Regions from separate parts of the Rattus norvegicus genome. Here regions 1 and 2 are each linked to region 3. The links are chromatin contacts, called in public Hi-C maps. All regions are on one chromosome and are shown on one strand. The core of a region is the stretch at or near the end of the contact, and the rest is flanking DNA. Distances in the headings are between cores, read along the strand shown. Region 1 overlaps Rad51b (RAD51 paralog B). Region 2 overlaps LOC102546647 (a long non-coding RNA gene). Region 3 overlaps Rad51b (RAD51 paralog B).

Region 1 (4,553 bases), core at 1,396-3,895, 200 kb after region 3:
TACCCACTGCGCACAATCCCACTCTCCTGGTCATGAACATTTTTATAAAGATTTACTTATTTTTATTCTATGTGCATGTGTGCCTCTGCACAACAAGCATACCCCGTGCCTGAGGAAGCCAGAAGAGCGTCCGGTCACCTGGAACTGGAGTTTCATCTGGTTGTGAGTGACCATGTGGGTGCTGAGTCAAACCTGGGTCCTCTGCAAAAGCAGTGACTCTGAATGAACCATTGAGCCATTTCTTCAGTCTCCCCTCCCCCGTCCCTTTTTTGAAATTTTGATTATTTTAGGGCAATGGGTCCCCTTACCAATCTCTTGGTAGACAGGCATGAGGCTTCTCTACGAATTGCTGAGAAGTGCAGAGGCTTCCAGAGGCTCTGAAGGTTTCTTCTCCACCGTTCCACATGAACTCCCCTCTGAAGAGAAGGTAGTGAACCGGTTTCTGTGCAGTGCATGTCATCGGGAGGCTTTTGCTGATTTTCCCAGCCCATTTGTTCTTCTGTCAATTCCGCCTTTAGAATGGAAGCCTTCCTGTCCTCTAACAAGATCTACACAGCATGTGGGAGCTTCTGCCGTCTACTTAGGTGGTTTCTGCTGAGAATTACTTCCCTGCTTAAAGTTAGCTATACACACATTTCCTTTAAGAACCTTGGAGTCTGACCCACCCCTTTCTTCTTCGGGTAAGGAAGGGGATCCAACAGGTGAAGTACAACCACCGCCCCCAGAGTGGGTTTGGAGCCCTTTCCAAGCATCCAGCCTGGGCCCAAGGCTTAGGAAACTCATGCCTTCGGGCCCTCCCCTGCCACAACAAGCCCTGTAGCCACTTAGCTCTCAGGTGCTGGACCTCTGTGGATAAACTTCAGGCCAGCATAAATCTTACATCTTGATATCCTAAGATAAAGATACATCAGTCATACTGATCTAATGATCCCTTGAGAAATTCTCAAGGGCAGTTGGACAGTAACTTCACTGGGTATAACCCCTACATTAAACAGTGCTGCACAGCTCAGAGGACTCCTGCTTTCTCACACAGCACTGTGGAGGAATGCAGCTTGAGGCCGGCATGTTTGTTCAGGGACCTAGTCTATTGGCTGATACGGCCATTGTTGTCTTGGCCCAGCTCAGCATCACATCCTCCACCAACAGCAAGATTTGAGTTTGATGAATAATTGGTGAGACGAGAGGGAACACATTCTTCTTCCTTCAAGGACAATTACCCAGAAGCTGCACACTTTATTTCTGCTTATATGATGTGGGCCACGCCATCGATGAAATGCTCGACAAGAACATCTGAACATGTTAATAGTCTGAGTAGTCGTGTGCCCAAGCAGATGAGGGGGGCTCTACTACTAGGATAGAAAGGTGTTTCAAGGACACCCCCCTTCAGAGGCCAGTTACAGAGACTGAGGGTACAACAGTACAGATCCTAGGGCTCTCACAGCCTGAAGTGCAACATATAAACTGAATTACCAAAACTTCCGTCTCTCGTTGGTTTCAGAGACTACAGCAGGCTAAGACACAACAGTCTGCTACTCTACCAAGAATCCCGTCCCAACCCCGCCCCAGTCTTTTAAACAGAAACTTCAGTATGTGTTTTAACTAGTATGGAAGGAAGAAACTAGAGAATGAACTTGAGTCCAAAGTCACAGACTAAACACTTTGGTTTTCTTTAAACTTCGAACAAACCATTAGTTGAAAGACGGCTAGAGAAGAAAAGCCTTTCTTCTAAGACCTGGACTATACTTAGGCTGGCAGTGTGCTCCTCGGGTAGAATCTGGAAGTCATTCACTGAGTTCATCATTTGCATTTGTTAAGATGCCCAGGTAATAATACCCAAAGATGTTAAATCAATTCAGATTGTTGATTTTCTTCAAAAATCCCTTCCGAAAGGACTCGCCGTTCTTCCCCGAGTATGATTTAAGTTCTGCAGTGGTTAGTTCGGTTCAGAGCATGCTAGCTGAACACCTATTGTTTACAAAGCTAGGTGCTCCTGATGCAGAGGAGGACGTGGGGGAGGGGAGAAAAGTCCCCTCTTTTTAGCTCAAGAGAAGATGTAGTTAGATAAATTTAATCAAAAACAAACTGACACCTGTTGCACAGGTTTGACCAGTGGGGCTTGAAAGGGGGAAAGAGAGAGAGTCTTTCTAGCTTCAGATGACTAGGCAAGGCGCCTGAGAGCCTGTGGGACTTGAACTGGATTCAGCTGGTGAATCCCATTGTCCTCGACAGGGGCCAGTTTCTTTTGCCGTTTGAGAATAGATTTGGAGACTCTGGGGAATGCTGGTTCGTTCTAGCACTCACGCTGATTAGTGACAAATGTTGAATCATGCTGACTAATGTGTTCTAAATGGATTGATTCAACAATAAAGGAACATTGAGAGTCAAGAGTTCAGGTCCTGACTCTCACCCATGTGATGAAATGCAAATCGCTTCACGCTTCCTCCTCCTCTTTCTTTCTGTTTTTTCATTGAATTCATCAATTAAAGCGTCTTCGTCTTCGCCTTGAGAATCCAGTAAGTCACCTTGCTTTACAAACCTCAAGGGTGACAGAAATGCTGAGCCGCTACCCGGACAGGCTTACACAACCTTGCTTTCTTTCACAATTCATACCGAATCAGCCCGTCCCTCACCCACTGCTCACTGACCATGCGAAACTCCCATTTCCTCCCAAGCGCCCTGGAACCCGCAGAGAGTGAACAGCGCTCACGGACAAATAGGGGAGCAGCTATTGAAAATTTTTCCATCGACCTCCTGAGGCCTCTGTGCCTCTGGACAACAACTGTCAGCAAAGAACTAAGTGCTCTGGCCTTGCGCACAGGGCTCTTTCTCTCTTCTGACACCTCCCCAGCTAGAGTGCTTGAGAACCTGGCCTTCCACTCCAGATGTTTACTGAATTCTGAAGACCCCCCCCCCTCAAAGGGCCTAAATTCTTTTGTTGCTCTTCAAATCATTTCCCACAGAGACTGACCAATGTCCTGAAGGAGCCCTTCAATAGGGAGGATAAATGGAGGCAGATGAAGACAGGACCCCCTGAGGCTTGCCCGCAACCACTCTAACAAAGGGCCTGAGGCACAACCTTGTAAGGAGTGTTTTGGTCAGCAGCGTCCCTATGAGAGGCCAAGTCTCCCCTACGGGGCTGCTTTCAATGGTTATCATCACAGTGGAAGTCCTGAGCATTTGTTAAGGGCTGTGGTGGGCTAGGTGTAACATACAACGTCTAAATCACGCTCAGGCCTTTGTGAGGGTTTCCTGGGGCCACAGAAGGCAGCTGACTTTCTCAGGAGAAACTTGGGGGTACCAAAGCCAAAGAGGGTCTCCTGTGTCTTTGGATGATCCTGCCCCACCTAGTGCAGATAGACTTCCCCTTTTGTCTGTGGTTCTCGGCAGTCAAAGCCAGAGTTGCTGGACCTTAACCCTGACTGGGCCATTTCTGGATATCTCTGGGGCGTGCAATGGTTGGCTCTGTGGGAGGGGAGGGCGGAAGCAGGGACAGCTTTGTTTAGGTTACTAGTGGGAAGCTAGTGCATTTCATGACAACATTTTCTTTTAACTTTCCCTTTCTTTTTCTTCTCCCCCCAACCCCTTTCTTTCTCCTTTTAGGCCAAGAAAGGCCATAGGGATACTGTGACCTTTGTCTAGTGCTGATGGGATGTGATTTGTGAAATGAAACAGGACTGTGCTGCTTGGAAAAAAGGAAACGGAAGCCAACATAATGAGGATTAATTGGCTGATTGCTGTTGAGATGGTAACAGTGATTTCAGACCTGGAAGGGAAGGTGAAGATGAAGAAGCCTTTGTCCGGTCTCTAGATGTGGAGGCTAGCGGCTCCACCACCGTGGGATGTCAGCAGCCATAATAATAATTTGCACTTACACAGCACCTTTCAACCATGCACCTCAAAGCGGTTTAGCCACATTAATTAATTAAAACCCACAATCCCCCTAGGGAGAGGAGGAGGGGGACTAACAAGATTTGTAATTACAAAAGGGAACATTTCCGAATAAAGTATTGTCCAGCAAATAAAAAGAATAGGTGTACAAAGAACCGGGGTAACTGATTCACAAGTGAAATATTGAAACCATGAAGGCAGCCATGGATGTGGGGGTCTGCCCTCAGGTCAGAGGGAGGTCGATGGCCTCAGGACTCACCGACAGGCTCAGACCCCACTTGGAAGCAGGGAGCACATGGTACTAGTGTTGTTTGGAAGGTCACTAGTGGCGTGACTATTGTAAGTATAAATCCACGTTCCACTGCTATATTGTACATAGCCTTGCAGAACAAAGAGTGAGAGTCTTGCAGTATTTAATAAAGGATGAAGAGATTTCTTTAGAGCTGAAACCCAAAGCTGGACCACTCAATTAGCAAATAAATCAATTGGTGGCCCATGGGGTAATTCAGTCCCTTCCCTTGGACGTCCAGCCCACCAGTTCCCACTGCCCTGAGGCTCCTAGCTGAAGTATTAGATTGAGCTGGTTCAGTGCAATGTTTGGGGACTTAAGCCCCTTCAAAGTCAAAGTTTGAATCTCCCCAGGGCTGGCAAGGTGGCTCAGCTGG
Region 2 (4,231 bases), core at 1,248-3,747, 250 kb after region 3:
ACTATGTTTTGAAATAGTCTTGGGGGGTGGATAGTGATAGGAGAACAAAGACAGAGCTGGCATATGGAGGAGCTGGGGTTTGGACGGACAACTTCTGTGACTGAAGGCTAATATACTGCCCCCCAGACTCCCAAGCTTAATGCAGTATTTTTCTGCATGTGCTGGGAGCCCAGGAGGGCCCTTTCTAGCCCACAGAGGCAATGGTGATAGACACAGGGGCTCAAATGAATTCTTAGACTATCAGAGTCGCCATATCCAATGCAAATTCAGAAACATAGTCCAAAACCACATGTAAAACGTTCAGGGCTGTAGGATATTAAATTGTAAACTATTAGATTACCGGCTATTAGATTATGTGCTGGAGTGGATAACAGAGAGTCAACCATGTTTGTGCATACACTGTAGACACACCCTGTTTCAGGCATTTAAGCTTGCAGCTTGTTCATGATTGTGCCTGGTGTGTTTATCCTAACAATTCAGGGCTGTTATTAAACATGAAGCTTCATCAAATACAAGGCAGACAAAGCCAAATGGCCCCACTTGAGAAAAACAAGATGTGATCTCAAGTGTTTTCTAGTCTCTCTCTGTGTCCAGAAACTCTTCCTGACTGCATAAACCATCTCTGCTTTGAAATCATGGATTCAGGGCTGAGAATATAGCTTGTGGTAGAGCATTTGCCTAATGTGATCAAGATCCTGAGTTCAATTCCCAGCACCGTAACCACACAGAGAGGGAGGGGAGGGAAGGAGGGAGACAGACAGAGAAAGAAGTCATTCATTCAGTAAATACACGGACCTACCAGATCACTCAGATCTACATAAACAGAATAAGGAAAGCTCACACGCAACAGTCATCTGCGTTAAAGAAAAAAAAGGACAGAGAAACTTGGCCTCATTCACATGAACTTTAGTTTATCTAGAAGTAGATAGGAGACAAATACACAGATAAGGGTGTGCCTGTGCATTGTCTTTGGGACTATGAAAGGAAGGTGTGCGGCCCGCAAAGGTCATCTGCTCAGAGGGAGTTTCCACGGAGTCCTTGCTGTGATGTGGGGTTTGATTGGTTTTAAGGACCTGGGGTCGAGGTGAGAGGAGATGGAGAGCTCTGAGGAGGACATTGGAAAGGGAAGGGCCAGCGGCACAGTGAGGACAGCAGCCCTCCGCCTGGATAAGATCATTCAGGATGCCGAATGAGAGCCAGGCTGAGACTGAGGTAGCTCCCTGGATCACCCAGGGCCCTAGGATACATCTGAGTCCTGTCTCCTGTCTTCCCACAAGCCAGACCAGCAATTTCAGAGTCTCAGAATTTGAACAGATCACCTTTCTCTTCCTTCTTCAGTCTCTATTCCAACCTAAACCCATTGCTTCTCGGCGCTTCTAAGCAGGGAGGAGCTAAGGAAGCATAGCTAGTTCACGTTTCTTGAAATACCCAAGGGAACAGAGGCAGTAGGAAGTCTCCAACATGGATCTCAGGCAACTTCAGATATTTAAGACAAATCCCTTGAGAGGAAAGACACCGGATTGGGGCTGGCACCCTCTGCCTCCCTGCTTCCTTATACTGTTTCCCAGCTGCTCTTCCTCGACCCTGTTCAGACTGACTGCAGCAGAAGGAGCCCTGACATTGAACGTCATCTAACACTTATTGAACATTTGGTATACACAGGTCCCAAACAGGCACTTCACGTGGGCTAACCCCATGTGGACCCCACACACTCTCTGAGGTTGGATTAGTTACTGCTCTCACTGCGTGGGTGAGGTCCTGTGAGTCAGCTGATCGATTAAACGAGGTGCTCCAGGTCCACATGCGGAGCCATCCAGAGACTCTCCACATTTGGGTTTGCTGTTTTGAATGCACAAAACGAATCCTTCTTCTGGTTCTTTGAGGCGGGTCTTAGCCTTACTGTGTTGAGTTCCGTTCTGAGGTCGGGCAGCCTAGGTGGAGCCCAAGGTTACTGATTTCAAACAAGAAAAGAGTTATGTGTGGGGCCAGTTTCTGTCTCTTGAGAGAAAACAAAATAAAAAAGCAAATCCCAAACTTCCAGGGCAGAACTGAAGTCATAGTCTCTTCAGACCAAACCTCTTGGGCAGTCTTGAGGGGACTGCAGAATATAGACAATTCCTCTAGCACTTCTGAGATGCGTGGCTTCTTCTCTCTCTGAAGCAGAACCTTTGCGAAGTTCTATAATCCTCCCTGTAGCTCAGAGGCCTGGCCACCCGCCGTAGAGCAACCCAGAGCCACGTGATTTGCAGCATGTACCGACTCGCACATGGAAGACAGTAATTACCTCCAATTCCAGTTAGGAAAGCTGAACCCTGCCTTTTTCGTGCCTCAAACAATTATTGAAATGCCTTTTGAAGCACTGGACAGAAGAGAAAAGCAAAACAAACCAGAGCCAATTAGAGCCTGGGATTTGAGGGTGGCTTAGAATGGTGCAGCTCGACTTGGGAGGAACTGTGGGAGAGGGTCAGAGGTCACCTCAAAGCTCCAGCTGCCAGCCAAACTTTGCTTGTGCCAAAAGAGCCATTACTTTGCCTTTAGAATCAGGGCCCTCGCCCTGCCTGGGGAATGTTTTGCAGGAACAGCCTCTGCATGGCTGTCGGAGAAGGCTCCCTGATTAGATAAGGCCTGGAATGTGTTTGATGTTGTGCAAAACAGTCTCTGACAGCTTTCCTAACTCGATGTCCAAGGCTTTTCCTCAAGCAGAGACTCTAGTGTACAAAGCGAGCTCACAGAGAGCTCTTCTGCAGGGATGCACCTTGGAGGGGTCTGCGCGTGAGTGTACCGCTGATCGGCAAGGTCTCCTGCGCATGCGTGTACCACTGAGCGTCAAGGTCTTCTGGCTCTGGATCTCTTCTGGTGGCTCAGAGGCAGCTTGAGTAACCATTGCTGCCAGTGGAAACCAAGATACCCTCCATGAAGGTTACAAATGGCCTTTGGGTGGCGTGGGATCTGGGGGAAGTACTTCTTTATGGAACTCAAAGACAGTCCCATTCAAAGCTGTGACAGTGCAGGCCAGTGAGTTGGAGCATGAAAGGTTGAAACCCAGGTTAAAGAGGATCTGGCCAGGGGTTGCCTGGGAGATAATTTGAGTTAATAAATTCAGACTGCCTGTCAGGGCAAGGTGGCGCCATCCAGGAAGTTCCAGTTTGAGTTTGGGTTAGGATCTGGGTAAGCAAGCAATAGGCACCAAATAGCCAACGTTCCTAACTCGGCCTGAGCAGGCAGCTTTGATTTTGCTCTTGGCATGAGTGCCAAGTTCTCCATTTGCCTGTCATCCACCCATTTCCTATGCCTTCATGTCTGCCGTCTACTGTAAGAAATGGTCCTTGAAGGAATAATATTCCTATAGAAAGAACAAGATGACACATTGCTTAAAAATGGTATAAATGCGACATTCTGGTGGTATGCAAGGCTGGGTCTGCCCAACACAGTGGTAAATGCTTTTAATCACAGTGCTTCAGAGGCAGAGGCAGATGGATCTCTCTGAGTACAAGGCCAGCCTGGTCTACAAAGTAGGTTCAGGACCAGCCAAGGCTATAGAGTGAGTCCCTGTATAAGAACTAAATTAAAGAAAACAAACAAAAAACAAAAACAAAATAGACTGTTCTGTGGTTGGGAGAGGAGGTTCATGCTGCACCTCCTTTTTGGATAAGAATGGTAGCTAAGATATTCATGGCTTTCTATTCTTGGGTTGTTGCCTGGTACGCCCTCTGCTCCCTCCGGCCCTAAATGGGAAGTGCTGTGATTAGCCTTGCTGCAGATGGGAAGGGGACAGAGAAAGGTCAACAACCTGGCCAAGGACACGTGGAGTGAGGGGTCCACAGAGAGCAGCTGTCATGATCCAAAAGGGACTTAGACATACCCAAGTTCTAAAATAGGCTTTGGTTTTAAAATTAAACCCTTTAAGGCTCCCACAGAGCAACACTGAGAGATGAGCAAAGCAGACTAGTAGAAAGAAAAATATATGGACACCCCCCCCCCAATAAACCCTGTCTGAGACAAATCAGGGGCCTTCTCGATCCTCACTCCTCACAGGAATGTGTCAGGATGAAGGGAGAGGACTGAGAGGATCCACTGCTCTGGTTGTAGGTGAATGGCCCCATAGGCTAAAGCTGGCTTTAAGTAGAGTTCCTAGCTGATCCAAGACACACAGTTTAGGGAACGTTCTAGAGTTCAGAACTGCATTAACCGTGGAGGACATTCATCTTTTCTTCTGTTTCACGTGGTCATT
Region 3 (4,517 bases), core at 1,282-3,781:
GAGACGTGTCTCTGGAAACACGTATGATCTTAGAGACATATACCTAAAAGGCCAATTCTTGCGTCAGGTATTGAATAGGGGTCTAATTTCACAGTCTGACATAGGCCAAGGATGACTGTTCAAGACCAGTGTTGACCTCTGAGCATTGAGGCCAAGGTGATTTTTCACCTATAGATTCTTCCCAGAAAATACCTGACTGTTTTTCTGTGTGAAAAGTACTGGGCGTCAGGGATGGGGAGGTGCTGTGTGACAAGAGAAGTGGCTGGACAGCAGTGTGCTTATTTCCAGTTTCTCAGCTGCTCTGGAAAACAGCCAAAATGAATGAGATACAACAAGCCTTCAGTGTTATTGTAAGCCACAGAAAGGCAAGGCCCCTCATTTTAAAAAGCTCTGTAGAGTTTAAAGTTTCATGTGTATTTGGTCTGGTCTGGGGCAAGTATACCCCTGAACTTCCTCCAGGAAAATGTTTGCTTGCAGGAGCACCCAATGGGCCCTGCCTCCCTGGGCAGATTGTGTCCTGAGGGAGATAAAGCAGTGTAGCACCCCAGTGAGACTTCCCGCTCTGTTTGGCTAGTAGGGGAAGATTGATACAAACCTTGGTTAACCCTGTCTTCATGGCTTCTGGCCAATTGTTAGAAAGACTGGAGAAAAGTCCATTTGTCATAAGGGATGGATGGTCTAGCAGAGGAGGGAAAGTGAGGGCTAGATCCTCTGGGACCAGTGTGCTTGTGTGAGGTACACAACATGGCAGCCAGGGATACCAAGCAAAACTAAACAGTGTTTCATAAACCTAAATCCTGGCATACTCCCAAAGGATGGAAAAGCTGGACGTTCGAAGCAAGTTGCCTTCCATGGAGAAAAAGCCCATGAGCCTGAGGTGGCTGTGAGTCGTGTCCTGCCCAGGCGGTCGTGTTCCAGGCGTGACCACTCTTCAGTGGAACTCTTGTCTGCAGTTCACGTCAGCGGGCGCTTGTTACTGTCTTCCTAAGTCGTGTTGACATGTTTTAGGCAGAGAAGAAATCTGGATCAGTAAAATTCTTTTCTTGACATTGCTAAAAAGCATTACCAAAAAGAGCAGGGGTATTTTCAGAGCTATGTGGAAGAAATAACATTTATTGTGGACATGGAAGCCCAGGTGGGTAGCTTGGTGAGCTGTTTCAGGCCACAGACATATGTGAGCAGCTCAGGGATGTTCCGATATGGACACTAACAGGACCGTACTTCAGTGACCACCTCCTTCTTCCTAAGGCTGTATTGTCTATCCTACAGTTTTTAGGAATTTTCTGAAAAATTACATTGTATCGGTTTGTGACGAGCTTAAGCTTTCAAAGAAATCCCACTGGATCCTCAAGAGTGTTTCGTTGAAGAGAAAGAGTGGATATCAAAAGCAAGCCACTTTTTTTTTTTTTTTTTAATCTTAGAACTGACGGGAGGTGGCTGTTCACTCTACATCTGTCTTTTCTGTGCATTTGCAAACTCCAGCTGAGGGCAGCGATGTGGCTTTTCCTGAAGTTACACAGAAAGTTAGTTCAGGAACAGCAAAGAAAAGCCCTGTCTTCTCATGCCTGGTTTGTCACCATGATGTGAGCTCTGTCCTTCACAGAGGAATTTAGTCTTGTTGCTTGTGGGCGAGACAGTGGTGGTGCACACCTTTAATCCCAGCACTAGAAAGGCAGAGTCAGGCAGATTTCTATGAGTTTGAGGCCAGCCGGGGCTACAGAGAAAGTTCCAGGACAGCCAGAGCTATACAGAGAAACCCTGTCTTGGAAAAAGAAAAATTGTGAATATCTAAGACATTGGAGTGGCTTGACAAGGTAGGCTTGGCATCCTCAATAAAGCATAATTTTAAAGAAACGTATTTGGAACACTCTACTTTTAACCTAGAGTGATAATTCTAGCCTGCAGAAATTTTGCACAAAGTGCCCCCCACATACATTTTGAACAGATCCTCAAGGCAGCTTTGTGGAAGTAGGAAAAACACATCTAAATACAGCTGTTTCCCAGAAAACAGAACCCAAGCGGGAAGCTGTGTGAGATTTAACCACACTGCTAGCAAGTTACTGAGCAGGCTCCTGCCCAGACGTGCAGGCCCAGCCCACAGCTTATCTCATGGCCCCAGCACGCATTCATTGCTAAAATGGTGTTTTAAAATGCAGTTCCCTTTCTTCATCTCCTGCAATGTGTATACTTTTTCTGCCCAGTTCCAGACAATGCTGCCATATCCACCATTTACCATATGTGGAGGGAATGGACCTTTTCAAATCACCGAAGTAGAGTTGTTATTCCTTTCTCCTCCATGTCCTAACTTCAGATCCAGTGCTCTTCGCGTCGCCTTCAGATGAGAGGGGCCGTCGGGGTTAATTGGCAGTGTCTCACCAGGCTGCCAGTGTTGAATGACCTTCATTTTTTTAGAAAGAAAAACAAGGGGTGGGGAACTTAGAAAAGTTTATGGCTCTCCTGAAACCCAGCATGTGTTGCCAAGACATGCTGCTTACTTTCACGTGGATCGCTAGGTGGCAGGATGGCCACACCACTGGCGGGATCCCAGGGACTGCTGTGGTGAACCTAGACATCTGTGGCTGGGGAGATTAGGCTAACCAACCTGGCTGATATTTTCTTGACAGGGAACTGGCCGAAGTGATTCTGAAACATATGCTTCCAAGATACTGTCTTTAAATTTCCTTCTTCCTTTATTCCCTCAGCCCACTTGCAGTTTAATTTTTCTGCCCCATTGCATGCTGGTAGCAGAGGGCAGACACCACCTGCCAGCAGCTGCTTCGAAAGGCAGACTGTGATGGGTGCACGCAGTGGTGCTGGCACCCTTGCCTTGGCATGTCATCTGGGTCATGGGTGTCTGAAGGTAAGACCTTCCCTTGAGTTAATTAGATATTTCTCAGAGGGACAGCAGATTGAGCCTAAAGATCACAGTACCACTAACTCATTACCCTAAAGATTACTGTCCCCACTAACTCAAATACACTAAAGATCACAAAAGCAAACAAACAGAACAATGACAAAATGAGATTTTTGTTTTGCTGGCACAGCGCCATCTTGATTGTGCTGTATCGCTGGACAGGGAGAGCTGCTGTATGTGGATGAGACTTGGTTCCCAGTTTTTGTTTTTGTTTTCTTACCTAATAGTTTACCAGGGTCTGCTACCCTGGATGCCTTGCACGCCACAGGCCGCAGGCCACAGGCCACAGTAAGCTGAATAAAGCTCTAGTACAAGTTGTGTCCTTTCATGTTGTGAAGAGCACGAACTTCGGTTACAGAAATACTTCTCTGGATCTTTGGATTTTTTTTTCTAAGAAAGAAGGAACACCATTAAAACAAAACATTGCGTACCAAGTGAGGGTAGCACTCTGAGAGTACCTGCCTTGAGACTCCAGTAAAACCAAGTCTGAATGTAGAAGATTGATCAAACAGAAAGATTTCATTTTAATTACAAAGCGTTCTTTACTCACAGCTGAAACCACAATCAGATTTCATTAAACGGTGAGTACTGAGTTCCTGATGTGAATTGTTAATGATTCCATCTATGAGAATTTACAAAAAAAAAAAAAAAGAAGAAGAAGAAGAACATTTAAGTCTCAACTTTTCAGGAACTGACTGGTTGCATAATACCGAGAACCAAGTGTCTTTGTACAAGAACTAAAGTCACTTTGTACATCACGGCCTACTTACAGCCTACCATTGCCCAACTGGGGAACCCATGGCATTTTTCAGTTTTCAGCTAAGGGTCTTGATAAAACCCTAATTTTGCACATACAACATTGGCAACATGGAAGGGCCTTGTGAATATGGCCAACGTGACTTGTCTACGGGATTATCCTGTAGATGAAGGCCCCAAGTGTTCCGTTTATTCCGTTACCTAATGGACTTATGATTCTTTCATTAAGTTCAGCGATCTGACTTTTGAGAATACCTCAAACAACACACATAAAGCAGGCCAAGGGTATTAATTGCAGGCCACCACCACAGCAAGGCTTTGAAGCTGGGAGAGGGTGGTGAGACCTTCTCCTTCCCTAAGAAAGAAATGTCATAAAAATTCCAAAGCAGAGATCAAATTTCCAGGGGGAGGGGCTTCTTTATTGTTTCCTCTAATAGCTGCTCTTGAGCTGTCTTTGCTAGAGTGCTGTACAGAATAGCCCCAGGCACAGACCAACCTACAGCCGGGCCTTGCCCCATTCCAGTATTTTGCACCCATTTTGAATGATTAATTTATGATTATTTTGTCTCTTGTTGGTCATTTCTTTTATCCCACCCTCCCGCTGGAAGGGCACATCTTATTTTCACACTTTTCCAATTAATTGGTTTCTTCTGCCCTTAGAACCGCAGCAAACGTGCAGTGGGTCTTTATGGGGGTCTTCGCTATGTGGATCACGCTTTAAAGTTTGGGAACTGGAGGGAGGGTGAAAATAGTCACAGCTTGTCTCTGTATTTGTTTCAATGTCAAGGGGTGTAGTTTTCTACAATGTCTGAGACGTAGAACTACATAGCTTACTGTTTCAGGGAAA

The links. Hi-C and Micro-C count contacts between places; a contact is called where the count stands out from the background.
Region 1: a contact with region 3 is called in a Hi-C map of liver, with 2.4 times the contacts expected there. The contact joins two enhancer-like sites. A contact is called at or near these places in 3 of 12 Hi-C or Micro-C datasets (hepatocytes, liver and mammary epithelial cells).
Region 2: a Hi-C map of liver shows a contact between it and region 3, with 3 times the contacts expected there. The contact joins two enhancer-like sites. A contact is called at or near these places in 6 of 12 Hi-C or Micro-C datasets (the A7r5 cell line, the Rat2 cell line, Schwann cells and 3 more).

Annotation. Positions count from the first base shown.
Region 1 is chr6:104,369,881-104,374,433 of GRCr8, forward strand. Rad51b (RAD51 paralog B) reads left to right here. Exons shown (of 11, transcript NM_001399175.1): 11 at 3,601-4,043. The coding sequence ends at 3,617. Among named protein-coding and RNA genes, the nearest start is that of Atp5pdl1, 58 kb to the right of the region's middle. Within about 2 kb of position 2,646, at least 4 of the 93 cell types and tissues checked have an H3K27ac peak or open chromatin away from gene starts, as enhancers often do. A contact at or near this core is called in liver, where this site is marked.
Region 2 is chr6:104,415,619-104,419,849 of GRCr8, forward strand. The region is part of intron 1 of LOC102546647 (a long non-coding RNA gene); the gene reads right to left. Among named protein-coding and RNA genes, the nearest start is that of Atp5pdl1, 12 kb to the right of the region's middle. Within about 2 kb of position 2,498, at least 32 of the 93 cell types and tissues checked have an H3K27ac peak or open chromatin away from gene starts, as enhancers often do. A contact at or near this core is called in liver, where this site is marked.
Region 3 is chr6:104,165,855-104,170,371 of GRCr8, forward strand. All of the region lies in intron 7 of Rad51b (RAD51 paralog B), which reads left to right. Among named protein-coding and RNA genes, the nearest start is that of Atp5pdl1, 260 kb to the right of the region's middle. Within about 2 kb of position 2,532, at least 20 of the 93 cell types and tissues checked have an H3K27ac peak or open chromatin away from gene starts, as enhancers often do. A contact at or near this core is called in liver, where this site is marked.